2 separate regions of the Mus musculus genome follow, and region 2 is linked to region 1. Evidence: chromatin contacts called from public HiChIP or PLAC-seq data. All regions are on one chromosome and are shown on one strand. Each heading gives the region's core, a stretch centred on a gene start, on an enhancer-like site or on the middle of the called end of the contact. The rest is flanking DNA. Distances are from core to core; before and after follow the strand shown.

Region 1 (2,886 bases), core at 251-2,750:
GCTTGATAATTTATATGGTGGTGGTTATAATTCCTTGTCCATTTACCTTCGTGAGTTAGTGTTAGGTCCTGTTATGTCTTCTTGTACTTGGGGAGGGACCTTGTACTAGGGAATTAAAGAGGCACGGCATCCAGATGTGGACCATCCCAGGCCGACTCACTCAGCCGCTGGATACGTGAGTATCACAATATTCCTGTGGGTGTCTTCAGGACCAAGTGGACATCATTGCCCTCTCTCCCCTGGCCTCTCTTCTGTTCTTTGAGGTCACATTAGACTTCAGGTTGGGAATTGTAAGCAGAGCTTAAGAAACTGCCCTGAATAGGAAGTTAATTGCTGAACCGAGATTACCTAACCACATGCAAGAGGAGGCACAGGGCAAAGTTCCAAGACTCTTTAAAGTGAAGGACCACGGTTCACCTCACCTTTCCTCTCAGTTCATTGTAGATGAACCCCAGGAGATAGCTACCCTCTTAAGGCCAGGAAGAGAATGGGAACAGACGTTTAGAGAGGGTAGACATGAAAACGGGCCCCTGATGCCTTGAGTTTTTAAGGCTCACTCTGCAAAGTGATAGCAGGACCAGAGCCTGGTCCTTGGCGATTTATGTCTTTCAGTCAGAAAGACTCCACAGAACCAGGAGTCATGAGAGTAGTTTTGCCTAAGGGAAAGGTTCCTACATCCTGGGTTGTAGCCACCTCCTCATCACGGTCCTCTTCCTTCTTTATTCCCTGTTCTGGTTTGGCTGTGTAACTCCTGCCCCCTAACTTGTCCTGTTTACCTACCCTCTGTCCCATTCTCACAGGTCTTATCTCCCCTCATCAGACATGACAGGCTGTATGCTACCCACCAGAACAGCCAGCCTTATTCTTCCCTGAGATTGTGAGGCGGGTTCTCTGTTTGCTCATCTGACAGTCTTATGTCCCTATTGTTCCTGAGACGCTAGGCTGGGTTCTTCTAGCCCTGGCTTTGACTCAGCCATTTGCTGACTTGTGGCGTTATAAAGGGATGTCTTGGCCAGTGGCAGGGAAATGGAATATGGATGTCATATAGTCTTGAAGAAGCATGCCGGGTTGCCCAAAGGCCTTCCAAGCAAATGTGTAGTCTTAGTAAAAGAAGTGAAAGTGCTTTATGAGTAAAACTTTAAGGCAATCCCTTGGCTTCGCTTCAAGACTCAAGTCTTGACAGCTAGTGAAAGTGTTGCAGAACAAAACTCCATTCTCAGACTCTTACAACAGAGGGTGCGTGCAGCCATCCTGTCTCATCTCTGGGCTTGTGACCTTGATCACCATTTTATTTTGTGTCTACTGGGTTGTCCCACCTTAAGCCAGCCTGTTTTCATTTCTGAGTTTATTACTGTTTATTGGGAAGGATTCTTGACTCTGTTCATGGGCTCTTCCTCACTGACCGTCCACATTGAGGGTTGTCTTGCACCTCTCAATGGCTTCTGCAGGAGTCATTCATGTCTGTGAGAGTTGCCAGGGGTGATTCATCCTTCCCACCACGCCTCCATGAGTAAGTTGGCATTCTCCTGTGAGGAGGAATGCCCCTTCTCAAGCCTGCACTCACTCACAGTAGGAAACACTCTGGAGACTCCTTTTGTATTCAGTTGAAATCTTACGTTTGTGTTTATCTTGATATTTATATTGAACTCACTGGAAATTCTGTGGTGCTTGGTTTTGCGTTTTTGTCATTTATTGAGCCTTCCTTCCTTCCTTCCTTCCTTCCTCCTTTCCTCCCTCCCTCCCTCCCTCCCTCCCTCCCTCCCTCCCTCCCTTCCTCCCTCCCTCCTTCCCTCCCTTTCTTTTTTTGCCAGTTCACCTTGTACTTTCTCTAAACTAGTATATCCTTTCTTTTAGTAGATGTTATTTTCTTCCTTTAAAACTGTGCATATTTAAGGTTTTGGTGTGACATTTTGTTATACTTATCTCAATACACATACGTACATCATAAAATAATGTCTATAGTTAAGCAAACATACTTTCATCTCATAGAGTTGTATATGCATGTGGGGTTATGTGTGTGTGCACATGTGTGTATTCAACGTGTGTGTGAAAAGCACCTAAAATCTGCCTTCTGGGCAAATTACCCCTACACATTACAATATTCCTGAGAATAGCCTTCAGCCATGCCCAATAGGTGGGAGGCCGTGGGGATGGGGACAGTACAAGGTTGCTGGATGACAAGGGAATGAGCCCAGTGATCCAGTGTGCAATGGGAGAAGAGTTGGAAGACATATGCCAAGCTTATGTGCCCCTTGTTGCCTGGCTTGTGATGGTTTCTCTAACTCTCACACACCTCTATAACACACACACCCCTCAATATTTGGCCGTGTGCTATAAAATGACAGTTGTTATGTAAGACCCAAGAAGAATCTTCCTTTTCCCTTTGTGCGTGTGTGGAGAGCTTCTCTGGCAATTGGAGAGTGGATCGCTGTTATCATGAATGTTTCTTCTTGTTTCCCTAGAGCAACCAGTCTCCCTGTCATGAAGGACCCTTCCCTGACTGACTTCTCTGTGTCCATCTCCCTCCCTGATTCCGTGGCTCTCAACTACAGACCATGCCTGTGTGCTGGCCTGCATGTGTTGTGTGCTGCGTGCATCCTAGTCATTCGGTGTCTCTAAATGTCTTGGAGTTTCTCTGGGAGGAGGTCAGAATTAGCCCTAGCCAAAGCCTACTGTGCTCTTATTACGGGCTTTCCGAGGGAATTTATAGTTTTATAAATGTCTTTGCATGGCCAGGGATGAGAGGAGTCACCCAGTGATCCCAGTGAGTGGCTGATCTCTAGGAGTCCTGGAACCTGCCCACCATACGCCCTCGGCTCTCCACGAGTTCAGATCCCAGCATCGACCAGAGGAAAGCCAAAGAAGGCAGAAAGTTACATTTCCACA
Region 2 (2,886 bases), core at 282-2,781, 82 kb after region 1:
CTCAGAGAGATGGCTCCTCCATTAAGAGTAGACTGTTCTTCCTCAGGACCAGGTTCAATTCCCAGCATCCACATGGTGGTTAACAATCACTGGTGGTTCAAGTCCTAGGGGATCAAACAACCCTTTTCTGGTCTCCTCAGGTACTGCACAAGATATGCACAGATGCACATGCAGGCAAAACACCCATAGACATAAAATATAAATAAAATGTCAAAAAAATTAAGGGAGATATGGCTCAGAGGTTGAGAGCTTATAGATGCTCTGCATCAGTTTCCTGCACCCACATCGGGTGCCTCAAATGGCCTACAAGTCCAACTCTGAGGGATTGAATCCCTCTTCTGTCCTCTGAGGGGACCCACACATATGTGCAAACACACACAACCACAGAAATAAAAATAAAACAACTCTTTTTAATGTATGCAACCAACTAGATATATAAATGGGGCTTTTAAGTATAATTTTTGTGTTTGTCTGAGCAGTTTTATCAAAGAAAGTAGCTGAAGTCACTCACAGATGCAGCCTACACTGCTCAGTTATCTATTGGGCAAATCTAGAACATTTGCCACAGGACAGACACTTTGCTGGTCCCCAGAAAGACACTGGCGAGAAGAAAACAAAGATCAGACTCAAGAAGAGCTGGGGGCTGGGGGCTGGGGGCTGGGGGCTGGGGGCTGGTTACTGCACCAGGAAGTACTCATAGGAGCGGGGGAGGGAGGGGGTGGCTGCACACCTCTTCTCCGTCCTGTCCAAACCACGGGACAATTCTCTCTTCATACTCACGACAATCAAAAAGTGCCTTAAGAATTGCCTTTGCTATGCCGGGGCCTAGCAAACACAGAAGTGGATGCTCACAGTCAGCTAATGGATGGATCATAGGGCTCCCAATGGAGGAGCTAGAGAAAGTAGCCAAGGAGCTAAAGGGATCTGCAACCCTATAGGCGGAACAACATTATGAACTAACCAGTACCCCGGAGCTCTTGACTCTAGCTGCATATATATCAAAAGATGGCCTAGTCGGCCATCACTGGAAAGAGAGGCCCATTGGACTTGCAAACTTTATATGCCCCAGTACAGGGGAACACCAGGGCCAAAAAGGGGGAGTGGGTGGGCAGGGGAGTGGGGGTGGGTGGATATGGGGGACTTTTGGTATAGCATTGGAAATGTAAATGAGCTAAATACCTAATAAAAAATGGAAAAAAAAAAAAGAATTGCCTTTGCATAGATTGCAGGGTCTGATATTAAATTCATTACTGTTATTGAAGTAGCTAAGAATCGATCGCTGCAAGCGTATTTGCATATGATGTGGCGATATGCAGATTATGTAAATAAGTTACAGTATACTTCAAAAATTATTACTATCCCAAGGCATACCTTTTGATCTTTTTAACTGATTGGGTTTTTTTTTTAGCTTATTTAATTTATTTGATACTGCTATAGACAGAAAATGTAAAGACGATAGTAGCCACAGAGAGATTGCTGGGCTGACAGGAAAATGACAGCTGTTGCTAGTGCTGTTACAAAGCACTCAGGCATGACAAAACTTCATTCCACAGTGCTGGATACAGACCGCAGAGGTCCCTGGCTCCCAGGGCACTGTGTTCTCTTGGCTGTCTTTTCCAAGTCTCCTTTACTGGCTTTCTTCTCTCCGTGACATCTGAATGTTGGTAGGCTTTTCCTCTGGCCCATTCTTCTCTTCTTATTCACACTCTGTGGCCATCTCAACCAGTCACATGACTTCAAGTATCTTCTACATGTTGGTAACTCTAATTGTATACTTAGAGCCAAGTCCTTTCCTTCTGAAACTTCACCCCATAGGGAAATTCCACTCTGATATTTAGAAAACATTTCCTCTCACCCCAAACCTGTTCAGTTTATCCCCCTGCTTCAGGCAGGGATCACACGAACCTCCACAGTGCTCACATCAAACACTGTAGTGTCTGCCTCAGCTTTTCTTCTTCTTACACCCTACCTCGGAAGCACCAACAAATCACTTCTCTTATTTCTCTGGTAGAAGGAGCATCTGACCCGTTTTTGCCACATCCCTGGCTACTCCCCACTCTGAGCTTTTCTCATCTTTGACTTTGCCTGGATTCCTACACAACCTCTGATTAGCCTCCCACATCTACCCTCTCCTCCTTACACCCAGGGCAGCTCTTTAGGATCCAGTCATAGCACTCTCTACTTTGAGCCATGACCTCTGCATCAGCTTTCCCCTCCAAGTTCAGTTCCTGCCCTGTGTGAGTTCAGTCCTGACTTCCTTTGGTGGTGAACAGCAGTATGGAAGTGTAAGCTGAATAAACCCTTTCCTCCCCAGCTTGTTTCTTGGTCATGATGTTTTGTGCAGGAATACAAACCCAGACTAAGACACAAATAAGCCTCAAATCCAAGGATAAATGATCTTGTAAGACACAGAAGACACACTGAGAAAAGGTGGCATGGAGACAGGGACAGAGAGGCCAGTGATGTGGCAACAAGCTAAGGTAGAAGGAGGGGTGCTAGCATCCTGCAGGGGAGCCCCACCCTTCCTGTACAACCCCAGAAGAGGCAGGCTCTCAGTAGCCCTTGATTTCAGATTCTGATAGGATTCTACCTCCTAAAGGTTGTGTGATCTCCTCAAACAGCAAGTCTAGCTGGGATCACATATTCCCACACAGCTTATGAGGAGTAGCCCGTATGCAAGCACAACAATGTTCAAGGAACCCAGCCTGTTACATATTAGGACTTTGTGTGAAGAGATCTGTATTTAGCATCTCGCATGCCTGGAATATTTAAGATAATTTCAGCTAATAGTGTGAGTAGCAAATTTAAAATTCTAACTTGTGTGTATGGTCTGTTTTTAAATGACAATTCTATTGCACATGGACAGCTAGTGAAATTCTCTCAAAC

What was found. HiChIP or PLAC-seq counts read pairs in DNA pulled down with a chosen protein or histone mark.
Region 2: a CTCF HiChIP or PLAC-seq map of the NIH/3T3 cell line shows a contact between it and region 1, with 10 read pairs. The contact joins two enhancer-like sites. A contact is called at or near these places in 1 of 15 datasets of contacts at CTCF or cohesin (the NIH/3T3 cell line), 3 of 484 Hi-C or Micro-C datasets (epidermal suprabasal cells and nephron progenitors) and 3 of 115 datasets of contacts at active chromatin or transcription factors (embryonic stem cells, forebrain and stem cell-derived neural progenitor cells).

Annotation. Positions count from the first base shown.
Region 1 is chr3:146,224,096-146,226,981 of GRCm38.p6, forward strand. The region is part of intron 1 of Lpar3 (lysophosphatidic acid receptor 3); the gene reads left to right. Among named protein-coding and RNA genes, the nearest start is that of Lpar3, 4.6 kb to the left of the region's middle. Within about 2 kb of position 1,501, at least 34 of the 459 cell types and tissues checked have an H3K27ac peak or open chromatin away from gene starts, as enhancers often do. A contact at or near this core is called in the NIH/3T3 cell line, where this site is marked.
Region 2 is chr3:146,305,935-146,308,820 of GRCm38.p6, forward strand. No RefSeq gene overlaps it. Among named protein-coding and RNA genes, the nearest start is that of Gm40167, 39 kb to the right of the region's middle. Within about 2 kb of position 1,532, at least 31 of the 459 cell types and tissues checked have an H3K27ac peak or open chromatin away from gene starts, as enhancers often do. A contact at or near this core is called in the NIH/3T3 cell line, where this site is marked.